Regions from separate parts of the Gasterosteus aculeatus genome. Here region 1 is linked to region 2. The links are chromatin contacts, called in public Hi-C maps. All regions are on one chromosome and are shown on one strand. The core of a region is the stretch at or near the end of the contact, and the rest is flanking DNA. Distances in the headings are between cores, read along the strand shown. Region 1 overlaps fndc3ba (fibronectin type III domain containing 3Ba). Region 2 holds the start of fndc3ba (fibronectin type III domain containing 3Ba).

Region 1 (4,909 bases), core at 27-2,526, 37 kb before region 2:
CCCAAAAGTTACACTGCAACAAGATTGTGTTGCCAGATGTTGAGCCTTTCTTGACGTGTGAAAAGACAAGTCTTTGAAGAGGAACAGTACCACAATAAGCGAGTGTGTGTGTTAAGGCTACAGTCTCCCAACCCCCCCTGCGGCTGAGCCCTCGCCGACAAGGCCGGTATTGTAGCGGGGGTAAAACGATAGCGCTCAGGGACGGGTTCAGCTATGTGGTTACCCAGACAACCTCTCATACCCCCTTCCCCACATTCCCACTACACTCCACCAGGTAGCCACTGTTCTGAGGATTAAAAAAAAAGGCCTGAATAGCTGCAGTGTAAAAGCTAAAGAGATGACCAGACTTTCAAATTGCATTTGGGGCACAATCAAATAATTAAAAAAAAATCTAAAACCGAATTTTGCTCTTTTGTATTCTGTGCATGCTTATGGGAGAGGAAAACATTAAAACCTACTGTGAGCAATTCTTCCTTTCAGCAGTGCGAGTCTGAATGCTGTGTGTATGTGTGTGTGTGTGTGTGTGTGTCCTACCTTGAGTGTGTGTCTCTGGTTCACTGTTTCGTGGACTGCTGCGGAGTCGTCTCTCCGGCTTCTTCCCTCCCGGACTGCAGATTCCGCCCCCCGACCCCACTGACCCGAGCGCTGGGGCGTGTGATTTGTTGCTGTATCAAAAATGAAGTTACCACATCATTTAATAAATCAATACGTATTATCCGCGTTTACGACCGGTAACCGCTTGGACCGAAATAGTAATGGGACTAACTTGTCAACACTTAATGGTCTGATCCGAGCCGATCAAACAATAAGTTCATTAACTGACGTTGTGTTTGTTTTAGCCGTCGGGTCACCTGTATCCGTTGTGTGCCGGCCCCAGGCTGCCCTTGTACAGAGTGGAGGGAGGGGAGTTGAGTCGGTTCTGTCGTTCCAGTTGCCTCTGTTCCTTTATCTTTTTGGGCTGCGGCTTACTGTACGTCTCCTCTCTGCCTATGTAGTTCGACATCCCATAAACCGGGATGATTTCTGGAGGAGTGGACGAGGTGACAGACGAGAGTATAAATTGGTAGAAAGCATTACGTTTGATTTGCTATTATAATTGAATTTCCACGTTTCCGGCGAGCGCGTCAGTACCTGGATCGCCGTACATGTGGGGAAGGTGGTGCTGGTAATACTGGTGGGGGGGCAGGTCCCCGGGGCTGACAGGGGGGTAGAAAGAGTGAGAGTTGGGGATGAAGTGGGGGTGAGCAAGGTAAGGGGGCAGGTGGTGTGTGGGGGAGAGGGCCGGAGAGTAGGAGGGAGGGTAGCACTCTGGAGACTGGGGTGTGACCACCACCCGGCGGACCCCCGTGTTATCCTCCAGCACCTGCGGGAGACCCAGAGGAAGAGAAAGGGGGCAGGTGAGTGACAGCTGGTCCAAAAATGTGACCGTAAACAAAAAGAGGGCAGTAAACTGCTTTATATGTTGTGTTAAGTTTCAATTTTGCATTCAGTGCAGGACTTGAAACTGTGAACCTTTTTGACAAATTGTTGAACTAGACCTGTAAGGTTCTAATATCCCGTATAGCTTTAGCATAGTGGATTCTTGGGGCCCCGAAGCCCCTTCTTTTACAAAATGAGGCTGTCAATCACTTGTGCAAGAGCCGGTGCTCTTTCGAATAGTTTCTAATAAAAGGAATGAATCGCATAATTTAGTTAACAAGTGAACGATTGTGCCGAAAGGACACTTTGGCCCTTAAAGCGGTAAAACAAGCGCCGTGATGATGTGATCGGATGCTCTGCAGAAAAAAAAAAAAAACGTAAGACGAAAAAAGGTTTCCAAGGCCAGCCTCAAATTAACACGCGTGATTCCATACGTGTGTTCACTTTCACATTCACGGACTGGGACACACAAACACACACATTCCAACCATTCAGAACCTTTCACACGCCGGCATTCCAAGCAGACACACACTGCCTGCACGGAAGGAAAGTCCTTGGCTGGTCCCTAACAACAACAACAACAACAACAAAACACACCAAATTAGACTACTCCAACAACACACACACACACACACACACACACACACTGCAGGGCAACAGACTCAGTGCCAGAATACAACAGAGGGAAAGAAAGAGGGGGGAATATTAAAAAGGGGGTCAAGGGGGAGGCAGAGGGCTCGAGAACTAATCCGAGTGAGAAAAACTGAGAAAGGGGGAAGAGAAGAAGAGGAAGAAAAAGGACCCCATCGTCCCCTTGTCCCCTCCTCTGCTAACAGGAAAAACAAGGGCAAAGTCCCACACATCCCAATGCAGCCGTTATCACAAACCCCAACACACACACACACACACACACACACACACACATGCAATATCTGTAAATGCACAACTTTCCACCACGCACGGCTCTTTCCCCATCCATTCCTTCGCCCACCCCTAACTCCACAAACACCCCTACCCACCCCGGGGCCTGTCTCCCCTATCTGTCTTGTTTGTGTAAGAGCAACAGGGTTTCCCGCTCACACTTGGCTCAGTCCCTACTAACACACACACCCACACACACACACACACACGCCCACGGTGCGTCAATGACCTGACTTCCACTGGCAACCCAATTCCACCTCATGCAGACCAAAAAATGGATTTGTAACACGCGACTCGTGAGGGCAGGCTATTGATTCTTGTTGACCTTCAACCCCCCCAGAACAACTAACAAGAGAAACCCAACGGTTGCCTTATTCATGATGTCCAACGTGAATGTGAAAAGACCGAAGACACAATCCGCTCTTTGGGAGATTCTTTTCTTCTTCCTGTTCTTGTGAGGTCATTTGACAAAGTAAACACACACACACACACACACAAAAGATACAGTCAGAAAAACAATTGCCCCCTGACACCCCAAATTCAGCACATTCCTGCTCGGTACTCTGTTGGTAGAGGAGACTTCAACAGCCTTGATAGGAGCCTGCTGGATGCTCGCTGTGTGGGTCACTGTGCACAAACGCAAAGGGCTTCTATCAAATAACGACCACTTCACCCACTTCGGATAGTTGTTAGTCAGAAGATTAATTAACAAACAAACAAACTTGTTTACTTCAAATTGCTGTGTGGAACCACATCTAACTCTACCAAATGATTACGTTAATAGCAGTATGTGTGGGTTTTTGTTGTCTCTTTGTCTGTCTTTCCACGGTCGATCTTGCATATTGCTCACCCATCTGATTAACATTTCTTGTGCTTATTTATTTATTTATGTCCTCCAGGACCTCCTGTAGTTTTTAAAAACATACTTCATTGAGGATGTGTGTTGTAGTAGTAGTTGTTGCATCATCAAATGATGATGACGTGGGGGAAATCCATACTCTCTACTGGGTGCATTTCATTTAGTTTTGCTTTAAACACATTTTGATTAAAACTTAGCATGTTGAAACAAACCAGAAGGCTGCTTAACTAGTCCCAATGAAATTACATCTAGCAAAATAAATACAGACTATATTTGCCTAGAAAATATATTCCTCCTACTTACATGCTACTAAATAAATTGTGTTGGTTTCCTTTTGTGTCTGACTGAAACTATCCAACACAAGATGCACAACACATAAATCATGTCTAGAAAACCCCCAAATAAACACAAACTAACCTGTGAGATGTATCCGGGGGGTACGTGGATGGGGGGGATGGACCCATTTGGGGACATCATGGGAACCTCAGCAGGACCTGCAAGGGAAGAGAAGATTCATTTAACCGAGCGCTTGAAGTAAATTCTCCTTGACATTAGTCAATGGTCACTTAACAGATGGACACGTGGAGCGACAAAAATACAACAGGGCCTTGTGTGTGTAACAGGGCCTTAATTCAAGAGAATACATTGTCTTTCTTATTTGAGGCAATATGACTTGATGTTGCAGACACATGTAGGATGGAATGGGGAACAACACACGAGGGCACGTGACCGCTCTCTAAAAAACAAGCAAGGAAATCTAATAGAATTAGCAGATTGGGAATGATGTTGACTTTTCCACAATCCATCCCCCTCTATGAAGGAGGTCTGCGGCTGGTAAAGTCATTGGGACCCCGTTGGGACAGCTGGAGGCAGCAGCACAGGCCTCAGACTGAAATCACGCTGCGAGCACACACACATACCCAACCACACACACACACACACAGGCCCATTAGTTGCATACCAACACAAGTATGATGCTAAAGGTTTCTGTCAAGTGTTGGTTGAATAAAACCTGATTTTCTTCACTTGGGTCATTCAAGCAAAATTGAAAAAAACTCACAATGTAAGGAGGGAGAAGATGTGTTTGTTCAGGTTTCATCATGTGACGCTTAAAACCCCTTTTTTCATCCCTTCCTTTCTTTTTACTATTTTTTTCAACCAGGCTCCATCCATATATTTCTTCCTTCCACAACTTGTCTCTTCTTTCGGTCTCACTCGGTCAGCTCGTCTTCCCTCGAACCTTCTCTACACCTTCACGCTCTCACTCACTTGATCCTGCTTTCCTTCCACCTTTTTGTTCTCTTTTCCCCCCTTTCTTCATCCCCGTTTTAAGAAATTCCTCCTGCATGATCTTCCCTCTTTCCCTCCCTTCACACCATTACTCACCTCCTTCACTCCCTCCTTTCCATACAAATATTACTCACTCCATCCTTTCCGTCGTTGCTTACTTCACCGTCACTTGCTTCACTTCAGTCCCTCTCTCCCCCTTTTTTCTACATCCCCCACCTTGAATCATCCCCTCTTTTGTTCCATCCCTCCATCTCTCACCCACCTACCTGACCTCTCACCAGCCAAACGAACGACAAACACACACACAACCAGAGCAAAGTCTGCAGTCTGGACTGGTGTGTGTGTGCGCGCGTGTGTGTGTGTGTTTGTGTGTAGTGAGTAGGTCACAGGTATGAAGAGACAGACCTCTTTCAGTCCTAC
Region 2 (5,026 bases), core at 468-2,967:
CACCTTCGATAATATGGCTCGAACTCATCGGTCATCTGCAGTGCACCAACCAAGTTGACTTTGGGAGTCAATTGCAAAACCCAACAGCGCCTTCGGCAACTGTTTCACACACTGGAGCTGCAGAGATGAAACTTTCTGGGGCTCTAAACCAGAAGCCTTCTAAACGCATCCTTTCGTCCCACCAACCTGGAACACCCAAAGTGAATTAACGCCCAATATCAGTTTTTTACAGAAAGAAAAAAATGCATGGCCACATCAGCCTTTCTTACAAAGGAATGTTATCTGACGTCATGTATTTGGGATCGGATTTCTCCTTCTCTTCATTCTCTCCTGAAGAAAAAAAAACAGAAGTGCACGGAGCCGGGAGCGCGCGCATGTGTGTGAGTGTGTCAGAAAAGTGTTACGGTTTTTTTTTTTTCCTTTTCATTAGCCTATATTCTCCAATGTGCCCACCGAATCCAGAAGATTTGCTCTTCGGACCCCCCCCCCTCCCTCCCTCATCATGACAGCTTCCCAATTAGTTTTAATAAACGCACAACCACCAAAGTCGGTCTCCAGAGTCATCTCGTGCATCTAGCAGCCACATCTCTTGTCCCCCCCCCCCCCCCCACCCTTCTCCTGCGCGCTTACGTGGAGGATAATCGATCGCTCACAAGCAGGAGACCAATGTTTGATTTCCACGTCTGCATCGAAGGGGGCTGAGAGAGAGAGAGACTTGTCTTCCCTGCACAAACACACAGACACGTAGTCATTTCTGAGAGAGGGAGAGAGAGGGGGAGATAAAGAGAGAGGGAGCGAGAGGGAGACTGGCTGGAAGGAATGCTAGGATATGCTGGAGTTGGGTTTTTTTTAGCCTTTTTCCTGCATAAAGGCGCACAAACTCCGGTGGAAAGTGCTTGAAAACACCGCTGTCCAACAGTTACACCAATGCATTATTACCGCCTATAGCGCCAATTCAAAGGACCCCGCAACCACCTCCACCTCTGTCAAATGTGACCGCCGCAGCATCTTCCATAACGAGTCATTTTCCAGCCACGCAAAAGTGTTCATTTCCTGATTTTTTGGGGCAGCAGCGACACGACCGACCATTGTTTCCAGATGGAAAGTCGCGGCGCAACGATTGCGATTTAGTTGCAGAAAACGGGCAAAGAGAGACACAGAGACGCGCAGAGAAAAAGTCTTTCTTCCGTGGCGCACTCACTCCATCCGAAGTCCTCGGAGACGAAAACACATTCTTTCGGGAAAGCAGCGCAATCGGGTGCCACAAAAGTGCAGAATCCACTCGTGGAAAAAGAACTACCCTTCTAGCTTTAGCGTTTGACCCGTTTTAACGTTTTTGCCTCCCAAAAAAAGTTTCGATTTCAGCACATCGGCCGCCCAGGAGCCGCTTTTCCTTTTTCCTTTGCGCTGGCCAAGTGGCCCAGACTGCCGGCGTCAGCTCTCCAAACTCTCTCACACACGCGCGCGCGTACACACACACACACACACAGACTCAAAGACAAGCACTTTTTAAAACTTTTTCAACATCGACTCCGTCGGCCGCCATTCTAGTTGGTTTGTTTTTAGAAAAACAAGCGTAAGGAGAACTCACCTCGCTGTAATAAAATAATCTTCAAACGGACGCGGCTGCGTGTTTTTTTATTCCCAGGGTCGGGTCTTGCCTGTCTGCTGGCGCGGCGCTACGCGTACTGGGAGACTCCGCCATGTCAATCAAAACGCTACGCACATGTAGGTCGGAGCCCGCCTCCTTCTGTTTTTACCGTAATACACCGCGCGTTGAAAAAGAGAACGACACAGAGGGCGGGGCTGCTGCTTCACCTGTGTGGAAGAAGCAATCTGCGGGCGCGTCTTTTAACACAGGGTGGGTAATTTAAAGGCAACAAGATTTGGGGATTTTCAACCGTTACTAAACTATTTATGATGCACTATTTTTCATCACATCCATTTATGTATCGATATTAACATTAAATGCCTTATATAAATTCTGATTTTTTTAGCCATCTGGACATATTTGGAAACTGTTTCAACTCTAATTTCAGTTCATCTTTTTGGGTGACCACTGATCAGGTACAGGTAGAAAAAAAAACATTCTAATATTACTACCATTGCTATTTACTTTAGTTTTTAGATGGAAAAGAATGTTGTGTCCTAGAGCATTTTTGTTATGCCAGGCCAAGGTGGGTAGTGAACTCTGCAAACAAAAGCAAGCTGAATCCAGTTTAGGCTGGTTTGTGTTTATCTGTCATCATGACACAGAACCCCTGCAGACCACAACCTACATCAGCAGATGACTTGCTTGACCCGTGTCCCTTTGCACACATTGATCATTCAGCCGATATTTCATTAAATTAAGATAAACATTAAAACAAATCAATGATTGTCGGTATTGGTGAAAAAGGGCTTTAGTATAACATGAGACATGACCTATAGTTCCTCAGGTTGGACTGATCGCTGTCCCAGTGTCCCTGACACACTTTAGAGAAAAGACCAAAGTCCCTCTGCTGGCTGCAATGGACCCCCACATCCCTCAGTTTACAGGTCAAAAAGTTAAAAATTAGGGAAATTGTTTCTGAATCTGTCACATAGTTCCGCAGAAAACCTCCTCAAGCCGTCATGGGTTCTGTGTTGGGTAAAATATTCTATGAATAATCTCTATGACCAGTTCCTTCAACCAATGCGCTCAATCATCACCAGATCTACTGCTGATAGATTGTATCAAAATAAGATTATATCTAGACATGTAGCGACACAGTATTTGGTTTACTTTAACTGAGCACGCGCAGTGATATTATCTGTGTAGAAAGTTAGCCGGACGTGTTGGCGCTTGGAATCAAGACATTAACACGACAAGTACATGTCCGGATCAGAGCATTAAACCTGTTGCATGGTTCCATTACAAACCCACATTGATGGAAGGACCATCTACTTATCTCGAGTGATTTCACGAGCATTTCATAACTAAAATGGGATTTAAATCAGGAAATCAACAGAAAACTGTATAAAAGTGAGTATAACTACACAATAACATCAACATAAGACTCACTGACAGGTTCAGATCGTTAGATAATAGTAACTTTTATACGTTTTTTTAAAATCTAAGCTACAGAACAAAAAAGAAAATACAACCAAAAATAGTTCTTATCCTGGTTTAACTTTGTTATGTACAAGTTTGTCTCCAACAGTGATCTGCCTCTTTCATTCAGTAAGCAAGCAGCCAAATACACCCGTTGCCCCTGAGTTCTAGATTTCGCTCCACACACACACACGCACGCACGCACGCACGCACGCACGCACGCACGCACACGCACACACACACACACACACACACACACACACATTCCAGCAAGAAAACAGCCACTTGTGTAATTCTGAGCCATTAGGGGGAAAAGGCATTATATCAGGACAGTGTGCCCATAAGGAATTAAATAAAATTAAAGTCTATTCAACAAACACAAATCATCCTCAAGGGGCAATTGATGTGGCAGACGGATTCCTTCTGACACAGAGAAAGATTCTGTCCCAGGGATCCACATTCGAATTATACCATCATGTAAACACACTGTGGTGCACACAGACTCTGGAGCACCCTAAGAAATAGTGTATGATACTATGATACTACTTAAACAGACTAATTGTCCCATCACATTTTGTGGAAGTTAATTTGAGCAATGCAGAAATAGTTTCATTCTAAAAGCATCATAAAAGCATAAAGCAGGAATGGAAAAGCTCACAACTACATTCCATTCCTTTCACTAATAATATGATGGAAGTTTAGCTTTAATTGAATATTTCCACTATTCCACTCTTTGGAAATGTGTCAACAGTTTCTAGCTGTGTTTCTAGTTGAAAAGACAATCTTAATTCAGTATGTGCCGGAGCATGCATGATCTCCATCACATGATCTCCATCAAAAGATGATGGACATGTGCATGTTGAAACTTTCTCTTAGCACATTAAGGACTTCTTGTTCTTCTTGGTCCAAAAAGTTGAATTAACAATAATATTCAAACTATTTGTTGCAATACACTAATGAGCGGAATCTATATTATCCCTTATTGATCTCCTCTGTCACATCTGTATTGATCACGAAAAAGACAACGTAGATAAAGGGAAGCAGATGATTTTGGGAAGGGCGAAGGAACTTTTAAACACGTGTGAAGCGGATTGTTGTGCAACATGCGCTGCAACTCAATTTTAGGGAGATTTTCCCACAGTTTTGTAAAGTGAACCGCGTAAACCAAAAAGACAAACCCATCGATTTAAAGTTATCTGTACACACGATCTGCAACCCTGAGTGACCTGTCAGACACTTGACAGACGGCCCGTCCCCATTAGATCAGATCCGTGTCGGAGAGGAGATGAGGAAAGAACGGAGGGAGCAGCTATTTCCCCCACCGTGTGTGTCAGGGCCAAGACTCCACCAGCACCAACGCAGCTGCTCCCCCCCCCTTCTCCCTCCCAGATTCTTCTCTCTCTGAGGCTCTTTAAAGCGAGCGCTCCCTATAATCTTGCTAGCTCAGTTCACCAGAGGTCTTTGAAGTGAGTGGAATGTGTCCGGGCATATGATGTGTGCATCCGTACTCTGGAGCAGAGAAAGCAGGGAGAGAGATTGTTGGACTGCAGCCGGCCCTTCCATGTGGTTTTGTAAACGTTGATTACGCCTCAGCCTCGCTCTTGCATGCGTGTGTGTATGTGTGTGTGTGTGTGTTTATAAATGCATGTTGTGTCTACTTGCGGGTCAGGTGTGTGCGCGATAAAACGCTAGTTGGAGACACCAGGTGAGAGAAGATATAGATATATAGAAGATAATGGGCGTCTGGCAGCAAAAAAAAAGACCTGAATGGAACATGGTGGTTGCTGCTGGTGTGTGTGTGTAGGTGTGTGTGTGTGTGTGTGTGTGTGTGTGTGTGTGTGTGTGTGTGTGTACTAGGATGGAATTTGGCTCATCATGAGTTCAAAGGAGTCAACCCAAATCTCTCTTCACACCAACATGAGCAGGCATGCCTCTTTTCCTCCCTCGCTCTCT

What was found. A called contact is a pair of places that touch in the nucleus more often than the background predicts.
Region 1: a contact with region 2 is called in a Hi-C map of skeletal muscle, with 3 times the contacts expected there. The contact joins the enhancer-like site here to the promoter of fndc3ba in region 2. A contact is called at or near these places in 3 of 6 Hi-C or Micro-C datasets (skeletal muscle and tail fin).

What each region holds. Positions count from the first base shown.
Region 1 is chr15:11,275,763-11,280,671 of fGasAcu3.hap1.1, reverse strand. fndc3ba (fibronectin type III domain containing 3Ba) reads right to left here. Exons shown (of 27, transcript XM_040199976.2): 4 at 3,617-3,693; 5 at 1,132-1,363; 6 at 852-1,023; 7 at 535-665. Among protein-coding and RNA genes, the nearest start is that of fndc3ba, 36 kb to the right of the region's middle. Within about 2 kb of position 1,276, at least 2 of the 9 cell types and tissues checked have open chromatin away from gene starts, as enhancers often do.
Region 2 is chr15:11,238,620-11,243,645 of fGasAcu3.hap1.1, reverse strand. fndc3ba (fibronectin type III domain containing 3Ba) reads right to left here and starts at 1,717. Exons shown (of 27, transcript XM_040199976.2): 1 at 1,592-1,717.